Regions from separate parts of the Mus musculus genome. Here region 2 is linked to region 1. Evidence: chromatin contacts called from public Hi-C data. All regions are on one chromosome and are shown on one strand. The core of a region is the stretch at or near the end of the contact, and the rest is flanking DNA. Distances in the headings are between cores, read along the strand shown.

Region 1 (6,168 bases), core at 1,032-3,531:
GACAGATCTGATCTCTACAGGCATCATGCTCTTACGTGGTATACATGCATACATACATACATACATATATACATACATACATGCAAACAAAGCACTCACACATTAAAAAAAGTCTTAAAAATTCTTTTTAAACAAAAGACTGAAGTAGTCAAAATGTACAGATGTGCTACTGTAAACCTATAATAGGAGCATTTGGAAGAATGAGGCAAAAGCAGATATGGGGCTGGAGAGATGGAGCTGGAGAGGTGGCTCAGCCTTCTTGCTTTCCAGCTCCCATAGTCAGTACAAGGATCCAACAATCTAGCTTCCTTGGGCAACTTCACTTAAATGCATACCCAAACACAGACACACCTGTGTACACATAACTAAAATATGAAATAAAACGTTACTCTGAGGAATGTTACAATGTTGCTTGTTGCCATAGCAATTGTACCTTCCATTTATGTGCTATTGGCCAGATTTTCAAGTACACTAACGTTCACTCTGTCACGGGAGACAGTAGCTAGCTAGTAGCTGACACCCCGACCCAGGCTTGGCTGTTTAGTTCCTGTTTCTTTTTCTGGGCTGCAACACTTAATAACCATTCATTGGAAACCAGAAGATACAAAACATTGGAGTTGTACATTCAAGTATTTTCATCTTAAGGGAGACACCCCTGCTCCCTAGTCCAGCTCTAAGGAGTCACGTGAGGTTGTCTTTGCAGGTCCTGCCGTGGTCAGTCACCACCTCACTCGAGTTCTGCTGCTGTGGAAGTGTGTCTTTCCAGCGTCCCCCAGAGATCTAGAAACAGAAAAGAGCCGAGGAGACTCGTTTACCTGGCAAGTGACCCTGGAAGGCCGAGCCGGTGCTCTCTGTGGTAGGTTGACTGCCATCTCTCTTCTCCCTGGCCTTTCTTTACCCTTTGTACATTCTGTAGGTTTCATTTAGTGTAAGGGGACAGGAATCTGGCTGGTGTTTCCATACCTGAGTGTGATCAGTTAGCTGGTGATAACTCTGAGTGGTACTGAGCCAAGTCTGAGAGCTGGAGCTTTAGACTGACCACTGCATGTCTCAGACTCAGGCCAGATGGAAACCCACAAGAAGTAGTAAGAATTTGGGGCTGGTGAGATGGCTCAGCAGGTAAGAGCACCCGACTGCTCTTCCGAAGGTCCTGAGTTCAAATCCCAGCAACCACTTGGTGGCTCACAACCATCCGTAATGAGATCTGACTCCCTCTTCTGGTGTGTCTGAAGACAGCTACAGTGTACTTACATATAATAAATAAATCTTTAAAAAAAAAAAAAGGTAGTAAGAATTTGATTTAATTAGCCCTGGAGATGTGTGGGTCCCAGTTTGTATTTGTGACAGTGTATGTAGGCTTGACAATAACTTCTCACTATTAGTTTAAACTAAGGAAAATGGCTTTCTTAGAACAGGGACCACCACATGCTTGTTTTGTTTATCCAATGAATTTTACCCTTAAAAAGGAAAAAATTTTAATTTCAACCCGACACTCAGTCTGAACTATTTATTTTTCTCTTCTTCTGAAGCAGTCTCAGTTATTTGAGTAACTGTAAACTCATGCCCTGGCTAGAGTCTGCATGTTTCTGCAGAACTAGTGAGAAACTGACGGACTTGGAAGTCTAAGCTGCTTTTTTATTTATTTATTTTTAAAGATTTATTTGTATTTGTGTGTATGTGAAAATATCTCTTTCTCTCTCTCTCTCTCTCTCTCTCACACACACACACGCACACACATTGTGGGGGGGGGGGGGTTAACAGTGGGGTCAGAAAAGGGGTCAGATCCCCCTTGAAGTGCAATCAAAGCAACATGGTAACAGGAACCAGATATGAATCCTACACGTTTTTAAACAATGAAACATCTCTCTAACCCCTGATTTCTTTGTTTCTCTTCTTGTTTTAAATTTGAGATGTATTTGAGATTTGAGATGAGCTACTATGTAGCTCTTGCCGTCCTAGAACTTACTGTGTAGATCACGCTGACCTTAAACTCACTGCCTCTGATCTCAAGGGTTAAGCACAACCCAGGGCACCACCATTTTGTTAATTTATTAGTCTCTTAGCAATCCCAGGAAATTCTTGAAAAATATAATTAAAGATGGAAGATACTAGCTTCCTTTTTAATCATTAGAATTTCAAGATACTATTTTTTTTGAGCACTTCTTTGTAACATTGCTGATGCTATACATAACTGAATGTTCTGGTCTCGTGGCCTATGACTCTGTACAGGGAGTAAGTGTCTGTTCTCATTTTCAGCTGTCAAGAGTTTCATTTCGCACTGTGGTGATCTCCTTACTGAGGAAGTCATCCAGCGACTCCTGCCGCCGCTTCCCTGTGCTGTGGATCTGCTGACTCAGTAAGGATCAGTTCTTTAGACTGGAAGAGCTTTCTAAGAGCAGTTAGCTACCGCTCTGTAATCCCTTAGGTGTACTCATAATGCAAGCTGATAGACTTGATTCCTTTGGCAGAGGAAGGCAGTCATTTAGATATGTGACTTCTCTTCTTCTCTTTTAGGCTAGAAAAAATGCATATTAAAAGGGAAGGAAAATTACTTGGTGAATAATATACCTTTCATACAGGCAGTTTTAACAAGAAATTAAATCCTAAGCCTGCTAACCTTTGCAGGTATGCATTGTATTGGTTTGTTAGTGTTGTTCTATTTTCCAAAGAACTAGATACAGGTTTTTGTGTGTTTATAGTTCTTATAGTTGATTTATCATCTAGCTGATAAAACACAGGAAAAAGCCAATACTTTTTATTGTATGTATGTGTGTGTGTGTAACTTACAATTATAAGCACTAATTTCCAAATTAATTGGTATAAAGAACATTCTTTCAAAAGGTTTTTTATGATACGCCACTTTATGTATAAAGAAAAAATGCATTAAGGTACAGCCTAGAAGTATGATAATAGATGACCATCATTGAATCAAGCATAGCTAAAGCATTGGCTCTAAACGTTAAGGGCCACAGTAAATAATTTAAATTGTATAGGTTCTCAGATCTGCATCAAAATTTCTCAACTCTTATAGCTCAGAAGGAATCATACAGTGCTGGGCAGATAGGGGGACAGTTGTCCTGTTTAACACTGAACTAGAACATAAGCAACAGCCATGCCTTTGATCTGATAGCTTTCTCTCTTTTAGGTTGTTTGTCCTTTTAAGTTGACTTATAAGACTTTGTACATATTTGCAACACTATTGCTGTCCATTAAAAACTAAAATATATTTTTTTAATTAATATGTTCTCAATTTAAATGTCACATCTTTTTTGGTTAGTGTTGGAATTTTTGGGAGAGAGAAGGGTTGTTCTGGTTTTTTGTTGGTTTTGTTTTGTTTTTAAACAGTCTCTCTGTGTAGACCTGACTGTTCTAGAACTCTGTGTGACCAGGCTGACCGTGAACTCATGGAGCCCCACCTGCCTTTCCTCTCAAGTGCTGGGATACAAGGTGCATGCCACTGCTCCCAGGCTTCATCTTGTATATTTTTGCTTTGATTTTCTTATATTTCAAGTTTTATCTTTTGTGTTTGCATCTTTAATCCATCTTAAGTTGATTTTTCTACTTAGAGTGAGGTAGAAGTCTGTTTTTATACTGGTGAAACCAAACACTATAGACCAGGGGATTGATAGCACAGAAACGTATATATATATATTGCTCTGGAGACTGAGAGTTTAAGATCAAGGTGCTGGCAGAATGATGTCTCTGGTAAGAGCCTGCTGCCCATCTCCAACATGGCACCTTATTTGTCCATCCTTTGGAGAGGGCGGATTGTTTGTCCTCATGTAGCAGAAGAGACACAGAGACAAAAGAACCAAACTGCCTTTGTCAAACAATTTTATCAAGTCATTAATCATTCATGCGAGAAAGGCAAAAGGCCCATCCTTCCGATAGTATTCAATTGACAGTAAGTTTTATTAATTTACTTCTTTGGGTTTGATGGATAGATAGCATTTAATGAACTACCTCTGCGTAGCTTCAAGCCACCAGGATATATTTCATCTTCCCTCACCTCTTCTCCTGAGGAATTTGGAGCCAGAAGCATGATGTAATTGCAGGAAAGTGGAAATAGGCGGATCTCTGAATTCAAACCAGCCTGGTCTACATAGCTAGTCCCAGGCAAGCCAAGGCTATATGGTAAGGTCCTGCCTTAAAACAAAACAAAACAAAACAAAAAACCTAGGGGAAAAAAAATTGAACTTTGCAGGGTGGTTGGCTGTGGTGTACACCTTAATCGCAGAACTCAGAGGCACACAGAATTTGAGGCCAACCTGGTCTACACAGTGAGTTTTAAGACAGTCAAGGCTGTAAACATAGAGAAACCCTGTTGTAAAAAAGAAAAAAAAAACCAAAGAAACAAAAAAACCCCATGAACGTCACCATAACACTGTTCTGGAGCTTCCTCTCCTCTGGACTTCTGCAGACGTCTGGCCGACAGCAGAGAAAGCTCCATTTTTGTCCTGCTTTGTCAACAGCAGAGAGAGCTCCCTTGTTTTGTCCTTATCTGCTCACCTCCCCAGGAGCTCTCACAGTTTACTGAGGTTGTGGCAGAAGCTATGGATCCTCAGAGCAGCTTCTCAAAGTCACCTGGCTAAAGCTTGTCAACATGACTCTAGGGACACCAGACACTAGCATCTCCCCAGCGCCTGGATGCTGCTGGTGTTCACAGATGTGGCTGAGGCCATCCCCATTCTGGATGGCACGACCACTGCCACAACACGCAGGAGTTAACTGCATGTTCAACACATGAGTTTTCAAGGACAAAGATTCTTTTTTTTTTTTTTTTTTTTTTCCCAAGACAGGTTTTCTCTGTATTGCCCTGGCTGTCCTGGAACTCACTCTGTAGACCAGGCTGGTCTCGAACTCAGAAATTCGCCTGCCTCTGCTTCCCAAGTGCTGGGATCAAAGGCGTGCGCCACCACGCCCGGCTAGGGACAAAAATTCAAACCAGACTAAAACCATTTCATTTTCTTTTTTCATGTTGGAGACTCATCCTGCTCTTGTGCTCTACCTTCACAGGCTGTCTGTCCTTCCTTCTTCCCTTCCTCCCTTCCTCCCTTCCTCCCTTCCTTCCTTCCTCCCTTCCTCCCTTCCTCCCTTCCTCCCTTCCTTCCTTCGATGATTGCCATCATCATCTAACACATTACATCCCTAAACATGACTGTTGTTGCACTCTGTGCCCCTCGTGGCTGCCCTTTGGTCTGCTTGCCTGTCCCTGTGCCATAGAGCAAGCACTTTGACCTGTTTGGGTTTTTTGTTTGTTTGTTTATTTGTTTTGTTTTTTTAGCATTCTTATACTTTGGATCATCTCCTGTTGAATTTTTGTTTGTAACTGAATCTGTACAAAAAGGTGAAGAGCATTTAAGTTTTTATAACACTATGAACATGATTTTCTCTGTTGTCAAGGTGTCTTATAAAGATGTTTTACTTTTAAAAACACAGCTGGCAGGTACTGTACTTTTGTTGTGGTGGTTATTAAATTCATGGTGTGTGGCATATATCATCACTTCATTGCTACTCTGCAAGAATAGAACTCATCCCTTCTCCAGCCACCCTGTTAGATGCTTCTATGTTAAAATTTAATGTGTAGTATGGCAAAGATACCTCAAAGGCATTTTGCTGCATAAGCGAAAGAACAAGGCTTTGATCCTCTGAGCCCATTTTAAACCTATTCAGGCACAGGACTGCCTGTACCCCCAACACTCAGGAGGCAGAGATGGGGATTTCTGGGGCAAGCGATCTAGTCAGACTGGCTGGAACTGGCAAGCATTAGACATGCTTCAGTAAGTAGAGAGTGATATAAGAAGATAATTGATAATCAGCTTTGGGTCTCTACATACTCATGTATGCACATCCAGGTATACCCCACTGTGCTAATACACATGGACACACACAATTCCATGGACATCTAGATTTTTTTTCTCCTCACAGTCCTTTCTTACTCATATTCTTCTGTCTCTTACATATTCTATAAGTGCATTTTACAACTTCATAGAAGCTAGCTTTAGTAAAGCACGACGCCTATAATTCCAGCACCTAGGAGGCAAAATGATCAGTACAAATTCAAGACCAATATGGGCTACAGAGAAAATCGCAGGCTATCCTGGGCTACATAGTTGAGATTCTGTCTTAGAAAAGAATTCTCACCTGAGGAATACCGAATGGCAGAGA
Region 2 (7,116 bases), core at 4,143-6,642, 910 kb before region 1:
AGGGAGAGTGCACTGAGCTCAGCTCCTGAGAGTGTGTCCTCTGTCTGCTAAGTACTACACTCTGTCTATCACAGGGCAACCTAAATTCAAACTAACAATGGGAGGGAGGGATGGAGGGACAGAGGGAGAGACAGAGCACAATTTCAGTTCTGTGGTCATGGTCACTTAACATTCTGGCAGGAACAAACAGGACATGTACTATTTTTAATTTTTATTTAAATAGCTGTCAGCTCTTGCTAGCTCAAAAGAAGAAAGATGGCAAAATCAAGACAGGATTTTCTAACCAGAACCAAGTACTGGCATCAGTCTGGATAAAGCTATGCATAGTTGAGAAGTTACATATTCCTTATGGAATCTAAGAAACGTGTAAATATAATTTTGTTAGTCAGCCATACCCCAAATATTTATGTAGATTGAGTTTTCATGATCTAAACTGCATTAGACTAGAGGTATCTTGGTCTGTAGATTCATTTGGATTTTAGAATATTTATATGTGCACAATAAGATATTTTAGGGAAGAAACCCATCTGGGTTTCATGTATATCTTGTATACATAGCTCAAAGGTAACCATATATATTATTTGTACCATGCCTGTGTTTTTATTGCAACCATCACATGAGTTCAAGTGTAGTGTAGGATTTTCCACTCTGACAAGATATTGGCAGTCAAAAAGTTTCACTCTTTGGAATACTACATATTTTAAAATTTCAAGTTAGGGATTCTCTCTCTCTCTCTCTCTCTCTCTCTCTCTCTCTCTCTGTGTGTGTGTGTGTGTGTGTGTGTGTGTGTGTGTGTGTGTGTGTGTGTGTGTATTTGGTGCTTCAGATACAAGGTTAATACAATTAAGATCTCTATATGAAAATTCTATTTCTTGACTAGCGTTCAATAGAAAACATGCATTCATTTGAATATAAGTTAATTAGTTCAACATTCATTATATACTAAGCTCTATATTCATTTCAGAGAAATTCTAAAATGAAAAGAATTTTGTTTCAGTCCTCAGGGACCTTAGAGATAAACAGTTCCCAAAAGAAAGTTGCCTGCTTGGCCAAGCAGTGTGTCAGCCTCATAAGGAATAAGAGCTCCACAGCGGCCGGTAGGAGAGCACTGGAGAGAAGCTGCAGACTGTGAGGCCTGTAAGCCAGAGAACAAGAGGAGAAGCCCATCCCAGGAGGCCATCCTGACATGGGTAGGAAGCTAGCGGGGTGGGAGCTGGCTTCATTCTGTCTGCTTCTTTGCCTGTGAAATGAATTTCTCAGTTGGAGATAAAGCTCTATGGGCTACCAAAACACTCGCTGTGAAGTTCCTGCCTGGACTTCCCACGGAATGGACCCTAATCTGAACTGTGAGTGTAAGTAAATCCCTGAGCTACTTTTGGTCAGAGTTGTTCTTGTCACAGCAACAAAAGTCAAACCAGAGCAGCTCACGCTATGCAATGCTTACGACCAGTACAGAGATTGCTGTAGACATAAGCCTGGTTCTTACAATGATACATACTACAGTTTAAGCCAATGGCTCAGAATCACAAAGTCCTCTGAACTGGAAATCTTCTAACTCAACTTCCTCTTAATGTGGAGGAAACAAACCTAATTTCCTCTTAATGTGGAGGAAACAAACCTAGAAGGTCATCCTTTGTTCTAGTCACAGGCCAGAAGGGGACAGCCCCTGAGCAGAGGCAGAGAGATCTCTCAGTACCCATAGCACAAAAAGCCTGGCTGCAGTAGATGCTGCAAGGCCATGTGTACAATATAGGCAGTGCTAGACAGAGGGCCACAGAGAGCTGCTCTTGGATTTAAACACAATGCTGAAGGCTTGGGTCCTGTTCACAGTTTTGAAAGACCTTTCCTTGTTTTCACAGGGAGTGGGAGTGGAGTCTTTTCAATAACACAAACAGCTACCACAGTTGGGCCCACGGTAAGGCGGTGGGACTGAGACAAAGTGAACAAATTTATTGAAACAAAACAGAACGAAACCACAGGGAACTACAAAAGGCGTGATTCAGTGACCGATGGGCTCTAATGTGAGAACAGGCAGAGAAGCTGTGAACAGAGTTCCTCATTTCCTGTCACGAGTGACTGGGTACCCCAGAAGGAAGGATCTGGCCTAAGGCACAAAGCAATTGAGGAAGGACGCTTTCTAGTGGCATCCCAGCAAGAGGACTTTGAGGATTCAAGGTCCTTTGCTCCTCCCAGAGACATGGGCTTAGTGTGGACTTATTATCCTCTGAGAAGACCATGGTGCTCTGACAGAAGACTAGCTTTCCATTTCCATGTTATTTTTATTTCTGGTTAGGACAGACTAGCTTATGAACACCAGCTACCACACTAAGGGAAACTAGAGAGCTAGAAAACCAAGCAGTCTGAAGGCATCAGAGAGCCGCTTCCAGGGCAGAGGGGAATCCAGAATTTAGGATCCCACCCAGAACGGAACGCAGAGGGAAGGTACTGTCACCATCTTCTCATACAGATTCATAAGCACAACTGAGAGGTGGGGAGGCTGAGACAAAATTAAAGTAGACTCCAAAGCTAGAGGGAGAAAAATAAACAAGCTCAGAGCCCGCCACGAAGGTGGGATAGCGGAGAAAATCCAGGCTTTCAGAGAGAAAGGCTCAGAGGTATAGGGATAACTCAGAAATAGATAATTCTTTACCAATTGAATCCAGTAATACACACACACACACACACACACACACACACACACACACACTCACTCACTCACACATATACATAAAAATTAGATACATTCATTCTGGGAACGAAGGTTGGCTTAATATTTTAAAAAAATGATTAATCATATGGTCTCAGTATGTTTGGAGGGGGGAATTTGATAAACTTTATAAACCATAAACATTTGAACAAAAGAAGCCAAATACACAAAGATACATCTTATATGACTACAATTATTGGAAGCACCAAAACGGGCAGACTTAGGTATGATATACTCCTCTAGGATGATGAATCTCTCAGTTTGGAGTAGACACAGAGTCACTAGCTAGAGGCTCCTTTGCTGGGGTCGTTGTTGTAAGAGGACAGAGACTGGGTAACTGGGATCTCCTCCTCCTACAGGCTCAGTGATGCTATATATAGCTCGCTTCTGTGCTGAGGTGCATGGCTAGATGCATTCCGTCTAGAAGGTAACTGGCAGCAGTTGCCCCCAGAGAGAAGACTGTGTGTTAGGAGTAACAGGCAAGGCACCTTCCCATGGGAAGCCATCCTGCTTACCACCTTAAGAATTTTGACTCCTTGAATGCATTATTGAATCATCAATCAACCAAAAAAAAAAAAACTGAATATAAAAACTAAATCTTTATATATTAACTCCAAAATATTCTGTGAGGTAAGATAACTGGTCACATATAGTAGTCAATAAAGGCTGTATCTAATTTTTAAAAAAAAAAGGAAAAAAAAAAAGAATGTGAACACAGATTAGAAGTCTAAATGACTAAACACTACATGGTCAGTAGACGTTCTCACTACAGAACACGGGCGGGGGGGGGGGTTGTGGGAGAATGTCATTTGACTTGATTTTGTACAACAGTTTTTTTAACTTTTTATTGATTCCTTGTGAGTTTCCCATCACGCACCCTAGTCCGGCTCATCTCCCCGTCCCCTCGTATCCACCCTTGCAACCTACCCCTAATCAAACTAACACAGATAAACAAACAACAACAAAATAAAGCATAAAAACATCTCTTTATGGAAGCTGTAGTGTGTCGCAGTGTGTCCCACAGTCTATCCCTTTTCCCACACATCTTTACTTGTAAATGATCATTGCAATGATTGTTGTCAGTCTGGTCTGAGATCCCTGGTTTCTGTGATACCATCAGTATTGTATGCTCACGGGTCGTGAACTCTGAACTTGCCTGAGCCAGCTCTGCCCTTCACCAGCGGCAGGACTCTAAAGAGCGAGCCTTGACCTTTGGGCACCACAGTAGAGCTGGTCCTAGTGGAGGAGGTGTGTGTGAGCCATCCTGGAGGGCGGAAGTGTGGGAGAGCTGGTGTGAGGTGGTGTGGGAACGTGGGTGATGCCCTCTCCCTTTCCCCTTCGTTAGCTGCAATAGGTGGGAGGACTATCCCTGCCCCCTCATTGACTGTAGCGCGCAGGAGAGCAGAAGGGAGGGGGTAATCACCCTGCGCCTGTGCCACCCCATGGCAGACAAGTGGAAGTGGTGGGGTTGGCTCTCCTACACTTTTACCCCCCGGGCAGCTCAGCCATAGCCCAGTCACAAGGGCCAGCTCCGCTGTGCTGCTTGGGCAAGGTGCAGGCCCCGCCTCCCCAGATGCTGTCAGCAGTGAGAGATAGGGCCAGCTCTCCAGAGTGTTGCATCCAGTGAGGAGCAGGGCCAGCTATGCACAGTCCTTGGATATTCACGTAGTCCCCACGGACTGCCCCAACCAGGGAATCCCCATGTTCTCCAGTGAGGCATGAACACTGACATTGTCGACACCAGCTGCTACAAAGCCACAGACCCAGACATGGCCCTCCGTGGCAGCGTAAGCTGGGACTTCATCAAGGCCCCGGGTGGCAGAGCTGGCTCACAGCTGGCCACTCCTCTCCACCCTCCAGTCTCCGGTTTCATCTCTCTTCATTATGCTCAAGCTGCTCCACTTCTCTTTCCCTTTTGTCTGACCAAACACTGTGTTGACTCCTGCTGCAGCCTGGGCACATGGCTGCCAACTCCGGGTGACATCCTCCATCTGTGTTGTGTGGAGTGGTAACAAGTGGGTGTCTGTGGCCCACATGTGTTGTGCACTGGAGGGCAGGTCTGTGGGTGGCACAATGGTCTTAGGTCTCTGTTTATCTTCCTCTGGCTGCACTGTGCTGCCTGGATTTGACTTGAATTTTGTGAGTCCTACGCATAAGACAGCTTGGGCCACCAAGCCAGGTATCAACCTAGGATCAAAAAAAAAGAAAATGGCTGCCTTCTGCTCTGTCCCTAATATAAGGAAAACACTACCGACAAGGTGTCTCTTTGCCCATTGCCAAGGGTACAACCATCTTTATATCAGAAAGAAATATAGTATATTTTAAGGTACTTTTATCATAGATGAAACTTTATATCCACTAATTCTTTGTGCTGAAACAACTGGAAAACCCACATAGACAACTTCCTGGCAAGAAACACTTTCAGGCTTGCACAATGGTACTGAGAGATGAGGCAGTAAGAAACATCAACATAAGCTGACAGAGGTAGAGTGCACTGAGCTCAGTTCCTGAGTGTGTGTCCTCTGTTGAATACTAAACTGTGTCTAGCACAGTAAAATCTAAATTCAAACCAATGGTGAGCTAAAGCCATTTTTTTAAATGTGTGTATTTGGCATCACAGATCTTCTGGCTCTACACAACTGCTTTCTTCCCTCAGAATAGCTGGATGAGTCAATTTATACGACTGTCATCAAACCACGAAAGGAAACACCAGACAGTGTGACTGTGAATGGGTACCTCTCGGTGACTAGGCATGGATACTGAAGAAAATAAAGCCTGCGAGTCCCCCTATGGTGGTGTTATTTCAGGCATAAGTGTCTGGGGATGGGCATAGACCTTTCATTAGTGCAGGACCCCATGGAGGAGAGTTCACTATTTACATCATTCACAGGCTTTTTCCTCTTCAACTACAACCAAAACCCTCTCTTATTTGGAGCAATGATGCTCAGTCTCCACTGAAGGATAATTTGCTTTCTCTTTAGATATCTGACATAGCACCTATAGTTCTCCTAAGACCAAAAATTCCCTTATTATGTATAACTTTAAAAAAAAAAAAAACCTAAAAAGTTTAGCCGGAAATAGGGCTCGGTTGTTGAGAGCACTCTCACTGCCTGTCTCTGGAGGACTTGGGTTGAATTCCTAGCACCACATGATGGCTTAGTAGTCTGTAAGTCCAGCTTCAGGGGATGGATTGAGTGTGTTCTAATGGTCTCTAGGAGCACCAGGTACACACATGAACACACATGAATACATACACGCACACACACATACATGTGTACACACACAGGTAAAACACTCATACCCATAAAATAAAAATAAATAAGCTCTAGAAATAAAAAAGAAGAGACTAAAGTGTTTATCAGACACACCGAAAGCAAAATTATTAAGAACAGCAACCCGAATTCTAAGGTCCAGCTCCCTCAAATTTGCAGAAATACTGTTTCATCTTCTCACAACTCAGGGTGCATTACAAATCCTTAACTGTCCTCAAAGACCTAAGTCATCGTAACTCCAGTGTGAGGAAGATGAAGACTTCAGAAACTCTTAGTCTGGGTGGGGCTGCTATAACAAAGCATCATCACTAAGTAGCTTGTGAGTGATAGAAATGTGTTTCTCGCAGTTTTGGAGGCCACAGATCCTGGGTTAGATAGCTTATGTCCATCTCCCTTGTCCTCATCAAAGAGCTACATCACCACCCTTGGCCACTCACAAACAGATCTTCTTACTATTTCCCAATTTAACTTTTTAAGTTATACTTCCCTTTTTTTAAATAACTCCATCTTTAAATCAGTTCCCTGTACCAGCATCTTACTAAGCAGGCTCTTCCTGTGTAGTTTAGAAGGCTCTGCTTTCATTATTCACACTTTCTTTATATATATATATATATATATATATATATATATATATATATATATATTATTAGGTATTTATTTCATTTACATTTCCAATCCTATCCCAAAAGCCCCACACACACCCTCCCACACCCACTCCCCCAACCACCCTTTCCCACACCTTGGCCCTGGCGTTCCCCTGTACTGAGGCATATAAGGTCTGCACAACCAATGGGCCTTTCTTTCCACTGATAGCCAACAAGTCCTTCTTCTGATACACATGGAGCTAGAGACAAGAGCTCTGGGGGTGCTGGTTAGTTCATATTGTTGAACCTACAGGGCTGCAGATCCCCCCAGCTCCCTGGGTACTTCCTCCAGGTCTTCCATTGGGGGCACTGTGATCCATCCAATAGCTTACTGTAAGCATCCACTTCTGTGTTTGCTAGGCCCTGGCATAGTCTGACAAGAGACAGCTATATCAGGGTCCTTCCAGCAAAATCTTCCTAGTGTATGCAATGGTGTCAGCATTTGGAGGCTGATTATGGGATGGATCCCTGAGTATGGCAGTCTCTAGATGGT

What was found. A called contact is a pair of places that touch in the nucleus more often than the background predicts.
Region 2: a contact with region 1 is called in a Hi-C map of bone marrow-derived macrophages, with 11 read pairs. The contact joins two enhancer-like sites. A contact is called at or near these places in 1 of 15 datasets of contacts at CTCF or cohesin (the NIH/3T3 cell line), 3 of 484 Hi-C or Micro-C datasets (bone marrow-derived macrophages, embryonic fibroblasts and nephron progenitors) and 1 of 115 datasets of contacts at active chromatin or transcription factors (astrocytes).

What each region holds. Positions count from the first base shown.
Region 1 is chr12:51,934,259-51,940,426 of GRCm38.p6, reverse strand. It overlaps Heatr5a (HEAT repeat containing 5A), which reads left to right. Exons shown (of 36, transcript NM_177171.4): 12 at 704-856; 13 at 2,257-2,356. Among named protein-coding and RNA genes, the nearest start is that of Heatr5a, 34 kb to the left of the region's middle. Within about 2 kb of position 2,281, at least 15 of the 459 cell types and tissues checked have an H3K27ac peak or open chromatin away from gene starts, as enhancers often do. A contact at or near this core is called in bone marrow-derived macrophages, where this site is marked.
Region 2 is chr12:52,845,492-52,852,607 of GRCm38.p6, reverse strand. The region is part of intron 2 of Akap6 (A kinase (PRKA) anchor protein 6); the gene reads right to left. Among named protein-coding and RNA genes, the nearest start is that of Gm51971, 50 kb to the right of the region's middle. Within about 2 kb of position 5,392, at least 60 of the 459 cell types and tissues checked have an H3K27ac peak or open chromatin away from gene starts, as enhancers often do. A contact at or near this core is called in bone marrow-derived macrophages, where this site is marked.